3 separate regions of the Sus scrofa genome follow, and all the other regions are linked to region 1. A link is a contact called in public HiChIP or PLAC-seq data. All regions are on one chromosome and are shown on one strand. Each heading gives the region's core, a stretch centred on a gene start, on an enhancer-like site or on the middle of the called end of the contact. The rest is flanking DNA. Distances are from core to core; before and after follow the strand shown.

What was found. HiChIP or PLAC-seq counts read pairs in DNA pulled down with a chosen protein or histone mark.
Region 2: a contact with region 1 is called in an H3K27ac HiChIP or PLAC-seq map of skeletal muscle, with 4 times the contacts expected there. The contact joins two enhancer-like sites. A contact is called at or near these places in 2 of 47 Hi-C or Micro-C datasets (psoas muscle and skeletal muscle) and 2 of 2 datasets of contacts at active chromatin or transcription factors (alveolar macrophages and skeletal muscle).
Region 3: an H3K27ac HiChIP or PLAC-seq map of skeletal muscle shows a contact between it and region 1, with 4 times the contacts expected there. The contact joins the promoter of IKZF2 here to the enhancer-like site in region 1. A contact is called at or near these places in 1 of 5 promoter capture datasets (fetal liver), 6 of 47 Hi-C or Micro-C datasets (alveolar macrophages, embryonic fibroblasts, liver and 2 more) and 2 of 2 datasets of contacts at active chromatin or transcription factors (alveolar macrophages and skeletal muscle).

Annotation. Positions count from the first base shown.
Region 1 is chr15:115,498,507-115,502,275 of Sscrofa11.1, forward strand. No RefSeq gene overlaps it. Among named protein-coding and RNA genes, the nearest start is that of IKZF2, 180 kb to the right of the region's middle. Within about 2 kb of position 2,010, at least 2 of the 83 cell types and tissues checked have an H3K27ac peak or open chromatin away from gene starts, as enhancers often do. A contact at or near this core is called in skeletal muscle, where this site is marked.
Region 2 is chr15:115,691,880-115,695,648 of Sscrofa11.1, forward strand. No RefSeq gene overlaps it. Among named protein-coding and RNA genes, the nearest start is that of IKZF2, 16 kb to the left of the region's middle. Within about 2 kb of position 1,777, at least 2 of the 83 cell types and tissues checked have an H3K27ac peak or open chromatin away from gene starts, as enhancers often do. A contact at or near this core is called in skeletal muscle, where this site is marked.
Region 3 is chr15:115,675,375-115,679,143 of Sscrofa11.1, forward strand. IKZF2 (zinc finger protein Helios) reads right to left here and starts at 2,129. Exons shown (of 8, transcript XM_021076006.1): 1 at 1,817-2,129.

The sequences.
Region 1 (3,769 bases), core at 760-3,259:
TTGTCAAAGCTGGTTTCTATTCTGTGGACTTTACTACCTGTTCTGCATTTTCTGTAGGGTAAAATGCACCTCCCTTTGGTTTGGCACACAAGGCCCTCCGGACATGGCCCTTTTCAACTTCTCAGGCTTTTCTCTTTCTATACCTCACCTTGCATATGACTCTTGAAACAGCAAAATAATGGCACTTCCCACCTCCCTTCCGGCATCTCCCCCTCACTCCTCATCCCAGTGCAGTCTTCCTTTCTTCCTTAGGCTCTAGGTGCACCCTTGAATGTACCCTTCATCCCAGGCACTCACGACCTATGGGCTCCTAAGTCCACTGGGCATTGTCACTCAGCAGTAATGGACCCTTTGAACACTCCCCTTCCTTCTCGATTTTTTGGCTGCTCCTGTATTAATTGCATTTTTGAGTTCTCTTTTTTCCTACTCACGCTTCAATATTCTGTCCCCCAGGACTCTTTCCTATGCATTTTTCTTTTCTTCTGTTTTTCTGTTTTTTATAGTCTGCTAACTCTCTTTTGGAGTTTATACATTATACATTATGGTTTCAATTACCACCTGTATGCAGATGCCAACAAATCCTCTTTTTTCCTTTTTCTTCCTAAGCTTTACCTCTTGCCTGAACCCCATATACCCAGTCGCTCCAGGACTCTCCCACTTAATGACCTTATAAGTGACATAATCATGCACAGTAATCTCAGAAGAGACTTCATTATTCCCGCCACCCTCCTGAACTAACTTTTTTCTCATTCAAGTTATACACTTCTGTAAATGGCACTATCTACCCAATTTCTAAGCCAGAAATCTAGGAGAATCTATCTTTGACCACTACCAATCTTTTTTTCAGCCCTGAATTTCAGCTAGTTATCATTATCTGATTATACCTCACTAATATCTCTAAAATCCCTTGATTATACCTCACTAATATCTCTAAAATCCCTCCACACATTCCCAAATCCACTGCTACACATTACTCTAGGCTGCCATCATCTTACATAGATGAACTTATCTTCTTCCTTCAACTTTGCTGCCCACTAACTCATCAGCCTCTATATTCAACCTGTTATTTTACCTTAATTCAGATCTAATAATAGAAGTATCATAACTTAAAACCCTTCAAGATAAGTTCAGATTTAACATGACTGATAAGGATTTCCAAGAGTTGGATCTGGCCCCTCCTACCACTACCAGCCCAGTCAACTTGGCATGTTCACTCTCACACAGTATAGTCAAGCTACATTGAACTTTTTTCAGTTCCTCATGTCTTTTTTTTTTTTTTTTGGTCTCTGTTTTGTCTGCATGGGATGCTATCTTTACCCTACCTCTTTCCTTGGCCTGGCTTACTCTGCTTCAGAGCTCTTGTTCTCTAGGATTGATTAATTCTTTCTAAGGTCCCAGTATTTCCATATCATTACATCAATTTCTCTACTAGAAGCTTTCATCATATATGACTGCTAATAATTAAAGTAGAATCAAATTGAGGAGCTTTAAAAATGTTATGTACATACCTTAAAGTTTGTTTTTTGTTTTTATTTTTTATTTTTTGTCCTAATACTTTAAATGCACATCACCAGTTTTTTGCTGTAAGGCTATGGATTTTAATTTGGAGATGGGTATGTTGGTTAAAGAGCCACCATAGTGCACCATGTGTAAGTTTTAGTTTCACTTTATTTAAAGTGGAGTGATAACTTAAAACAGAGTGAAAAGCTACACATTTGCCAACTAATCTGAATGTAAAATTTTCTGGATTATTAAGACTTTTTTTCTGAGTCTTTTCTGGTTGTATAACCTTTTTATAATTTTTATAGAAATATTTTCAATGATTCCTCTTGTGTCTTTCCAAAATATTCAACTTAATTTTCAAAGAAACAAGTCTTTCATTTTACACTCTATTTCACTGAATTATGTAAGCAACGTTTAATTATATTACATGGTTACAATAATAAGTCAACTGTCATAAATAGTTTGGGCATAAACACAACTAATTCTTGGCAAGTGTGCAACTCAACAAATGAGAGGAGAAGTGTGTAGGCTTACTGGAGCGTAGCCTACTGGCTGTGAGCTTTCACTGAGCCCGGAATATTAATCAGTTTGTTTTGCAAAAGCAATTGATAGTATTAGTTAATTTGCCAAGTCAGTTAAGTGGAGGTCTGTTAAGAGTGCTCTGTTAACATAGCTGTGTCACTTCCACATTGACTGTATGCACTGTGAGGACAGGATATACATGCATAGCTGAGAAATCATCTCTTTTTATTCACCATGAGGCTCACCACTATGTAAGGGGCACACAATAAATGTGTGCTGAAAGAATTACTGTATTAATGAATATGTGGAATATCTACTCCTTATAGCCTATCCTTCCTCCACTATAGCTCACTGTCAACACCTTTTTTTAAAAATTTTATTGGAGTGTAGTTGACTTAAAATATTGTATTTGTCTTAGGTGTACAGCAAAAGGATTCAGTTAAACATATACATATATCCATTCTTTTTTCCCATTTGGTTTATAGAATATTGAGTAGATTTCTCTATGTTATACAGTAGGTCCTTGTTAATTATCTATTTATATACAATTGAGCACTTTAATTTACAGGCTGATTTCCCTAACTGATCTCTCCATCCTCCAAAGTAAAATATAAAATTTCCCTTTTTCTGCCTTCACTGTATTATACACCCACTCCCAACATACCACTTTAAAATATTCAATCATTTGATTTTGTTTCTGTTTTTTTTTCATCTATTACAGATCTCTGAAGGCAGGAGATTGCTTTCATTTTTATATCTTACGTTTAATACAGAAATGGCATATGTAGTAGTTCCAAGAAAAATTAATACATGAATAATTTGCATTGCTCTTGGAATGGATTTACAATGAGATCTGCTGCGTAGCATTGAGAACTATGTCTAGATACTTACATCACAACACAACAATGGGAGGAAAAATTATGTATACATGTATGTGTAACTTGGTCCCCATGCTGTACAGTGAAAATAAAAACAAACAAATAAATAAATAAATAAAATACCTCTGCCATGTAAGCTTTTTTTTTTTTTTTTTTTTTTTTCCTTTTTGTTTGTTTTTATAGGGCTGCACCTGCGGCATATGGAAGTTACTAGGCTAGGAGTCGAATCAGAGCTGTAGCTGCTGGCCTACACCACAGCCACAGTAACACCAGATCCAAGCTGCGTCTGTGACCTACACCACAGTTTGTGGCAATGCTGGATCCTTAACCCACTGAGCGAGGCCAGGGATCAAACCCATGTCCTCATGGATACTAGTCTGGTTCGTTACCACTGTGCCACGACAGGAACTCCCACGTAGGTATTCTTGTCACCAACTTAGATGAAGAATCTGAGCTGGAAAATATTAAATAACTTAAGTAATATTACAAAGCAAATCGTGGGGTCTCCTTGGTCTATGAACCCCAAAGCTTATGGTCTTTCACCTCTAATATGTCTCCTTCAATCACCTAGTAAGTTAAAACCTATTCTAGGAGTAGAAGTAAAACATTTCCTGGCCTTGATCAATTCTTCTTACTTGCCAGCTATTTTTGAATATGAATATTCTCGCTTGTTTTTTTTTTTTTTTTAATAGACTCATAGGTGAACAGCAACGAGGAAAGGCAGATGAGGAATCCTCAGGAAAAACGACACAAACCTGAGCAATAAGGTAGAATATATGGTCTGAATTAGAGGACGTGGAAAATGAGGTGGTGAAGAGATTCTATAAAGCAAATCAGACCCAAGGATATAGATCTACCCTAAGGCA
Region 2 (3,769 bases), core at 527-3,026, 190 kb after region 1:
ATTCAAAGTGATGTAATGAAAGCATTGTAATATATTTTGACACAACTCATTCATTTGATATATTGTTTATCCTATCTATGTATTTCAGAAGGTCACAGCCATGAACTTTGAATATCCTTTTTAAAAATCTCTAATAATCGAAGTGAAATTAATTGTGATGTGAAATAATAAAATTGTAAAAAATTACTACAGCTTGCAGATTATTCATTGCTACTGAGCTTTGAGTCTTTACTAAAAGTTGATATGTTGCTAGCCATCTCCTTGGACAGAATAATGTGTGTTTTAGAAAAATTATCCAATGTATCTTATGATAAAATCCAGAAGATCTTTTCAGTAGAATTAATAAATATTGCTTAGATTTATTTTTAACAAAGCAATGGTTATCAAGACTTATCTAGCTAAGTACAATAACAACAATAGGGAGGGAATCATAATCTCTCTCATTACCTGCTTCTGTAATTGTGCATGCATAAAGTATGCTTGAAGCCTTTGAAAGGAGAGATTGTGCAAGTTGAATACTAATTTCGTGAGTACTGTAATTTCACATTTGTTATCCACGTTCAAGCTGGTCGTGCTTTGAGGAGCAGCTGAAGCTTTATGGAAAACTTTATAAAACATTCCATTTAGAAGCAATTCTTTTTCTTTGCATTATGTGCTCTGGGTATTTTTCTTCCTTTGTGTTTTATTTTGGGAACATTTGTATGAAAACAAGATCTTTGTTTCTTCCAAGCACATCTGCTCTTGCTGCTTATAGATTAGGAGAAGTCATCATCCTCTGTGACATCATAAGTATTTCCATGGCAACCCATTTGGCTTGCCTTTTTTTTTTTTTTTAATGTAATAAAAAGTTACAGAATGCCAGTAGCAGCAAAGTGTTTATCTCAAAACAGATACATAATAACGTCCCAGTTTTCTGCACCCGCTGCCTGTGGCCTATTCATTGCAAGGTTTAAAGCTTTAGTCTCTTGCATTTAATTCCTTTAAAATCCATGAGACTGTCAATTCCAATTATCCACAATTTAGTGAAAGAATAGGATGCTTGAGGAAATCATATTCTGAGTGATCAACTGAATTGTACGTGGCATGGCTGGTGTTAGTTCAATGAGGGAGGAATTATAGGAGATTTTGGTGTTTAATGTTCTACAGCAAATAATAACATATAGATTTGAATGACAGGTGGAAGGATCTTGAAGCTCTTTACTTGAAATCATTTAATGAACAATCTCTACATCCACTCAGCCACTTCAGAGCTGTCACTGCCATGATAAAATGTGACTATGAGAGACCTCAGAACATAATTATTTGGGTAGCGAGCCAAGGCTACTAAAGAGGACTGGAACTAGCAACAGACTTCGTGGCACATTCTACCACATCAGTGTTTGTCAAAATTATGAAGTTTTAGTCACAATAACCAAGCAATTGAAAAAAGAAATTATTGAGTATTTGCTATGGGCATAGCATATTTAAGGTAGTACACATATGATCCCTGACCTCCCAAGCCTTTATTTGAGATTAATGTCTGATTGTTATTATCATCTTTTATTTCTAGCACTACTTAAATAGTTTTGAATTAAGTCCTTTTCCCTTTTGTTTAAATGGTCCCATTTTATTTTTAAAAGTGTATATGTTTGATTAGAACTACATTAGTTAAAGATAGGTGGTGAGCTGAGCCCAAATGAGCTGTTCTGTGTTGAATACTAAGGAAATTTGGAGAGAGCGGGCTCAGAGGCAGCTGCTGGCTGGGTGCGCTTGGATTCAGAATGGCAGCAGTAAGATACATGATCCTGCCCCTGGGTATGAAGCAAGCGTCAGTTATACTGGTATCAAACACACAAAATCGTGAGTCTGAAGATAGATCGGGAATGAGAAGATGGGCACAAGAGGCAGAGGCAGGGCAGGTGTTGGACAAAAGTCATCATGGCAGGTAAATGGTAGAGTCTAAGCAGAGGGGTGGGTAATACTGGAGAGGTCCAAGAGTATGAATCAGGGACCCACTCAGGCAAGACTGAGCTCAGACATAGGAAAGCCAGTTCTGTGTCACCAGGGCACAAGACAGGAACCAATGAAGAGAGTCTAAAGTGTTAAATGTCCCAATGAGTGAGAACAGTTTTTGCATTTATTTATTTATTCACCTGTTCAGTGACAAACACTCCATTAGACAAAGACATGAATAAAACATGCAAAGTTGACCTTAGGAAACACATTAGACTAGATGAAACAGACAATGAAAAATTAAGCAAATAAATATACAATTAAAGTCTGTATTACATGTTAGGGAGGAAATAAACAGGTGTCATAAAGGAATAAAGAAGTCAGGGTGGAGGGGTGCTACTTATATGTTTCTGAAGGTCTCTCAGAAAACATATATAATGTTGATTTTTTTTTAAATCTTCTTGACCCTTTCCTTCACCCCCCACTTCCATGACCTACCAACTTTAAAACTGTAGCTGTTTAGAAGTTCCCATCATGGCTCAGTGCTAACAAACGCAACTAGTATCCATAAGGATGCAGGTTCTATCCCTGGCCTTGCTCAGTGGGTTAAAGATCTGCATTGCCATGAGCTGTGGTGTAGGTCACAGACACGGCTCGGATCTGGCGTTTTTGTATCTATGGTGTAGGCCAGCAGCTGCATCTCTAATTCAACCCCTAGCCTGGGAACTTCCATATGTTGCAAGTGCAACCCTGAAAAGAAAAAAAAAAAAATCTATTTACTATCCACACCTGTAGTTAGTTCTATTCCCAGATTTTATAATCAAACAGTGGCCTCCCTGAACCCAGTGAGTCTCCACTACCAAAATCTCCTTCACATCCCTGAACTGTCCCATGTATCTGTCAGTTTCCAAGGTCAACTGGTAACCTGATTTGTCCTGTTGCCACTTAAACTCCCATGATGATAAATCCCTGTTAAAAATAGTTTATATTAAGATATTTTTCTAAGGTTTCTTCTATTCAGGAGAGGTTAATATAATAAACAAGGCCAAATATCTCAGAGGCACAACACACATTTGTCTGTTGTTTAAAGCATTTGTGGAGAGTTGGGACCTTTCTACATTTGCTCAGTCATCCCTTTGGGGACTTGAGGCCTCTGCTGACTCCTCTGCTTCTCCCTGGCAAACAAAGGAAGGGAGAGAGCAGAGGATCCTGGGGAAACTCTCTATGGACCAGGCATAGAACTGTTGGGCATCCCTCTGCCCATCCCACTGGGTAGACAGAGATCTACCATACCTAACACAACAGAGTCTGGGACATATCACCTAACTGTGTGTCCTGAAGGAAAAGAGAAATCAGTTTTGTAATGGTACATCTCTTTATTTAACAAATAATTCACTTCACTCTTTTCCCCACACAAAGAACTTACTCATCCTTTCCCTAAGTGAGATCATCGAAAGCCCCGTCCAGTCACTGAGAGACCATGCTTTGACTGAACCAAAAATTTGCTTCAAAAGAAAGAAGGCAATGTCATTCTAAGAACTACAAAAGACCAAGGAACATTATCAGTAGATCCTTTTTTCTTGTGCTCTCTTTCCCTCTATCAGCCAGCCACTTATACAAAAACGATGTCATAGAAGGAAAGCAAAAGATCAAGCAACCAGAGTTCCTTCTCTCATTCCTTCCTGACTCATCAGTGAGCGAAAGGTAGAGGGTATTGAAAGATGATGCACACATGGGTAAGCAAAATAAAAACCACTGAATGAGTTGTGTGCAGCATTTCTAATGTTTTGGCAAGAATGAAATGCATACACATATTCCAGCCACAAAATAAAAAATC
Region 3 (3,769 bases), core at 879-3,378, 180 kb after region 1:
CCCCTGCAGAGTTCAAGGCGAGGAGGAAGGAAAAGCACTTTACAGGTGGGTCATTCCGAGCCCAAATCCAGCAAACAGATCGGCTGATAAACAAAACCAAGAAATGAGAGAGAAGGAACACCCCCCTTCTCCTCCTCCTCCTCCTACCCCTCCCCCTCGTCCCTTTGGGATGGTCTAGTAGGAAAAGTCACTCAGGAATGGCACCACGTACTTTCAGGAAAGAGGAAAAAAAGAGAGAGAGGTCAGTCAGTGCTACAGCAATGCGATTAACAAGAAGAGAAAAAACTTGATCCACCGGTTCCTTAAGAATCGACCAAAAGCTAAGACAAGAAAACTGAAAGAAAAGGGGGGGGGGTGAGAGGGGAGGGACAGTCAGGGAGAACCCAGCAAAGAACCTAGGCCAACTTCACAGGACTGTTTTTCACCCTTGGCAAGAAAATAAATAAATAAATAAAAGATAAAAAAAAATAAAAACTAAATCTTAATTCCATCTCTTTCGCCCATACCAGAACCTGTCAAAGTGATTTAATTGCTGCCTTTTTACGTGTCATATCAGGTTGTTGTTGTATTCACAATTCCAACAGAATCTGGATATTACCTTCTATCTGGACAGCTGCAATTTATTCCAAGCTGCCCAATCTTTCTTGGAATTCAAGTTAAAACAAAGCAAAACAAGTCCAAATCCATGACAGCTATAGAGATGAGAACTGATTGATCGATTCACATCCCAGAAACAGATTACAAGGAGGGGACGACAAATTAAGGCAGAAGACATCATCTGCAACCCGATTCTCTGAGCGTCCTTTACAGAAATCGTTACCCTAATCATAACCACAATCCATCCCTCCCAGAGAAAAAATGTCTATAGTATTATTATTATTACTGGTTAACAGCAACAAGTCATTTGATCACATCACAGTGCAAAACGAGATGCTATATAATTACACTTAACTTTGAAAACACTCCCCCCCTTTGCAAATCAGATACACATATTTATATATAATCTATGAATCAGAGACAAATAAAACAAGAGCTGTTCTTCGCCACGCAAAAGCCAAGCGGAGATTTACCTCAGCAGTGCATGCAGTAAAATAATCCCATCACCCTTTTGTTTGTGTTTACTGTTAGTGTGTCCTCTCTTTTTCTTTCTTTCCTGTGCCTAACGTGTGTTTGTGCACTGCAGTTGGTGGTGGAAACTAAGGCAGTGGATCTGTAGCTAAGGGTAATCCTGTTTTTACTTCCTCCATCTTCAGCGAGGAGCAGGGTTAGCCCGGGACAGCTGGTCAAACCCCGAGAAACCGATCCGCCTGAGCCAGAGCACATCTCCCCCGCCGGCCGGGCTCGCGCAGACGCCCGCGGGCGGAGGGCTGGCTGGCGGCGGCGGCGGCCACCGCGGCGGCGGCGGCGGCGGGCCCGGGGCGCGGGGACTGGCGGGCAAGAGGACGGGCGTGCGCGCGCGCGTGCGTGTGCGGGGCCTGGGCGCCTGTGCGTGTGTTCGTGTGTGTATGTGTGTGTTTATGTGTGTGTATGTGTGTGTGTGCGCGCGCGCGGGGGGGGCTGGGGAGGGCGCGAGTGCGCGTGTATGCGCGCAGGGCCGCTCGGCGCGCTCGGCAATCGATTACAGGACAAGTGCTGCCCCTGCGGCTCCGCGACGCGCGCACTCTCCTCGCGCCCACCCGCGCGCCGGGCCGCGTACCCCCTGGCCCGGCGCCCCCGGACGGTGGACCCCGCCCCCAGAGGGGGCACCAGGTAACCCGCTTCCGAGAGTACCCCGGCAGCCCCAATCCACACACCCCCGAGTCCTGGTAAATCTCACGTTTTCTGCCGGCTCGAAAGGAAGAATTGTAACGGCGAGGGGAGGTTCATTTCGGCCTCGTGAAGTTTTCTTTCAAACTGGGATTTGTGGTGAGGCCAGGCGAAAGGAGCGAGGCTGCTATCCAGGCGCGCGACGCGGAGCTCCGGGATCGGCGTCCTGGCCGGAGTCTGGGTGTGCGCGTGGACCCACCCACTCGGCTTCGCAATTAACTGTGCCGTGCAATTTCAGAAAAGGGCGCCGGATAGACCGAGGAGAGAGGGGTCCTCGGGAATGGATTGAGAAGGAAAGTCAGGTCTGAGATGAAGCTCAACTATTACTATTTTGAAAGTGCTTTACAGTGCAAGTTTAAAATTAGAGTGTTTACTTGTTTTTTTTTTTTTGTCCACCGGGCATGTGCCACGTCCACCAAAGTCAGAGGAACGGGTGAGGGTCCAAAAAGTTGTTAGGAGTAAACTATTGCCCATCAATAGCATCAATTGGCTATAGAACAGCTTTTGTATTTGGGAAGAACTTATACGGATCGTCAATGAGAAAAAAAAAAAAAAATACATGTTCTTTCTACAACTAGTCGCATTTAGCATCTTTCTCGACCACATTTGCAAAAAGAGGGAATAGAGACTTCTATAATTAAAGAGAAAAGGAAAATGAAAGGAGCTCAAAATACTGAACTGTGTAGTCTGGGTGGCTTACGTTTGAAAACATATGAAATTATCAGGACTGCCAAACAGCATTTCTGAGAAACCATATCACAGATTGTGAAAAAAATCAATGCTGAAAGAGTAGGAACAGGCACTGTAGTCCTACTCCTTTCAAGAATCCCAGAAATAGTTACTGAAGTTTTTTTTTTCTGCTGAGGAAAGAAAAATGATACATGGAAAATACAATCATCAACTATATCTTAAGCGCCATTCTGTATGTCTGGGAAATTTTGGATAACACCTTTTCTTTAGATTTTGGGATTGGGAACGAATTTATTCACATTGATACACACTAAATAATGGACACCATATGTATGACACTGTATTTAAGTTGTTTAATGAATTACTTTTTAAAAGTTTACTTCCTCTAGATTTATTAAACAGCAATTGTACCAGTGGGCTCATTTTTTAAATTATGACAAGTGATAGTCGGTGCTATGCCACAAACAAAATTAACCAATTTTTATTGGAGAGCAAATCATTTGAGCTCAGGCTAACAACTACTTCATGACGATTTTAAGAACACTGTGTGTTATATATTAGTAAAGCAGGTTTAAAAAAAAAAAAAACACCTGTCAGTTATCTAATTAAAAGTAATTTTCCTAAAGTCATATTTGGGAAAAACCAAACAGAACTCCACAAATCACTCTAATCACCCCCATAGATAGCAGAGATTTTAAATTATAATAGAAAATCAGAGTGTTCATAATACATAAATTCTCAATATATAAAGGGTAACTTCTCTAAACTGCTGTAAATCCCCCTAAATATTACACCTAAGTGTTTTAAGTATCTGCAAAATTGTGGAGATCCTTAGAAAAGATGAATTGAAATATATTCAAAATTAAGATGAAATAAATATCAGGATAGTTTCAACAATTTCATTCTTTAGTAGAAGAGAATTTGTTGTAAAGTCTTAAGGAAGCATCCTCAAGTTTCCCCAAACTACCAGTTGATATTAGACTTTGCCCCTAGCTGATTAGAGCTTAATTTAGCACCCTTGAAAGCCTATCCTTTGCATGAGTTGCTTTCATTGGCTCCCTAATCACCAGAGGCACGCTCTCTCCCTCTAGTGGCTAAATGTCCAGACGATTGACTTTTTATGGCCCTGCCTCCCCAAGAATGGGGGATTTGGGCAGGGAGCAATGGCTCCCAAATTTTACAATGGCAAAGATCTCACGAGAATTAGACCATATGGGGAAAACATCCCTCTTCTTGACATCCTATGTTTCTTTCTGATTTGTAGATCATGGTG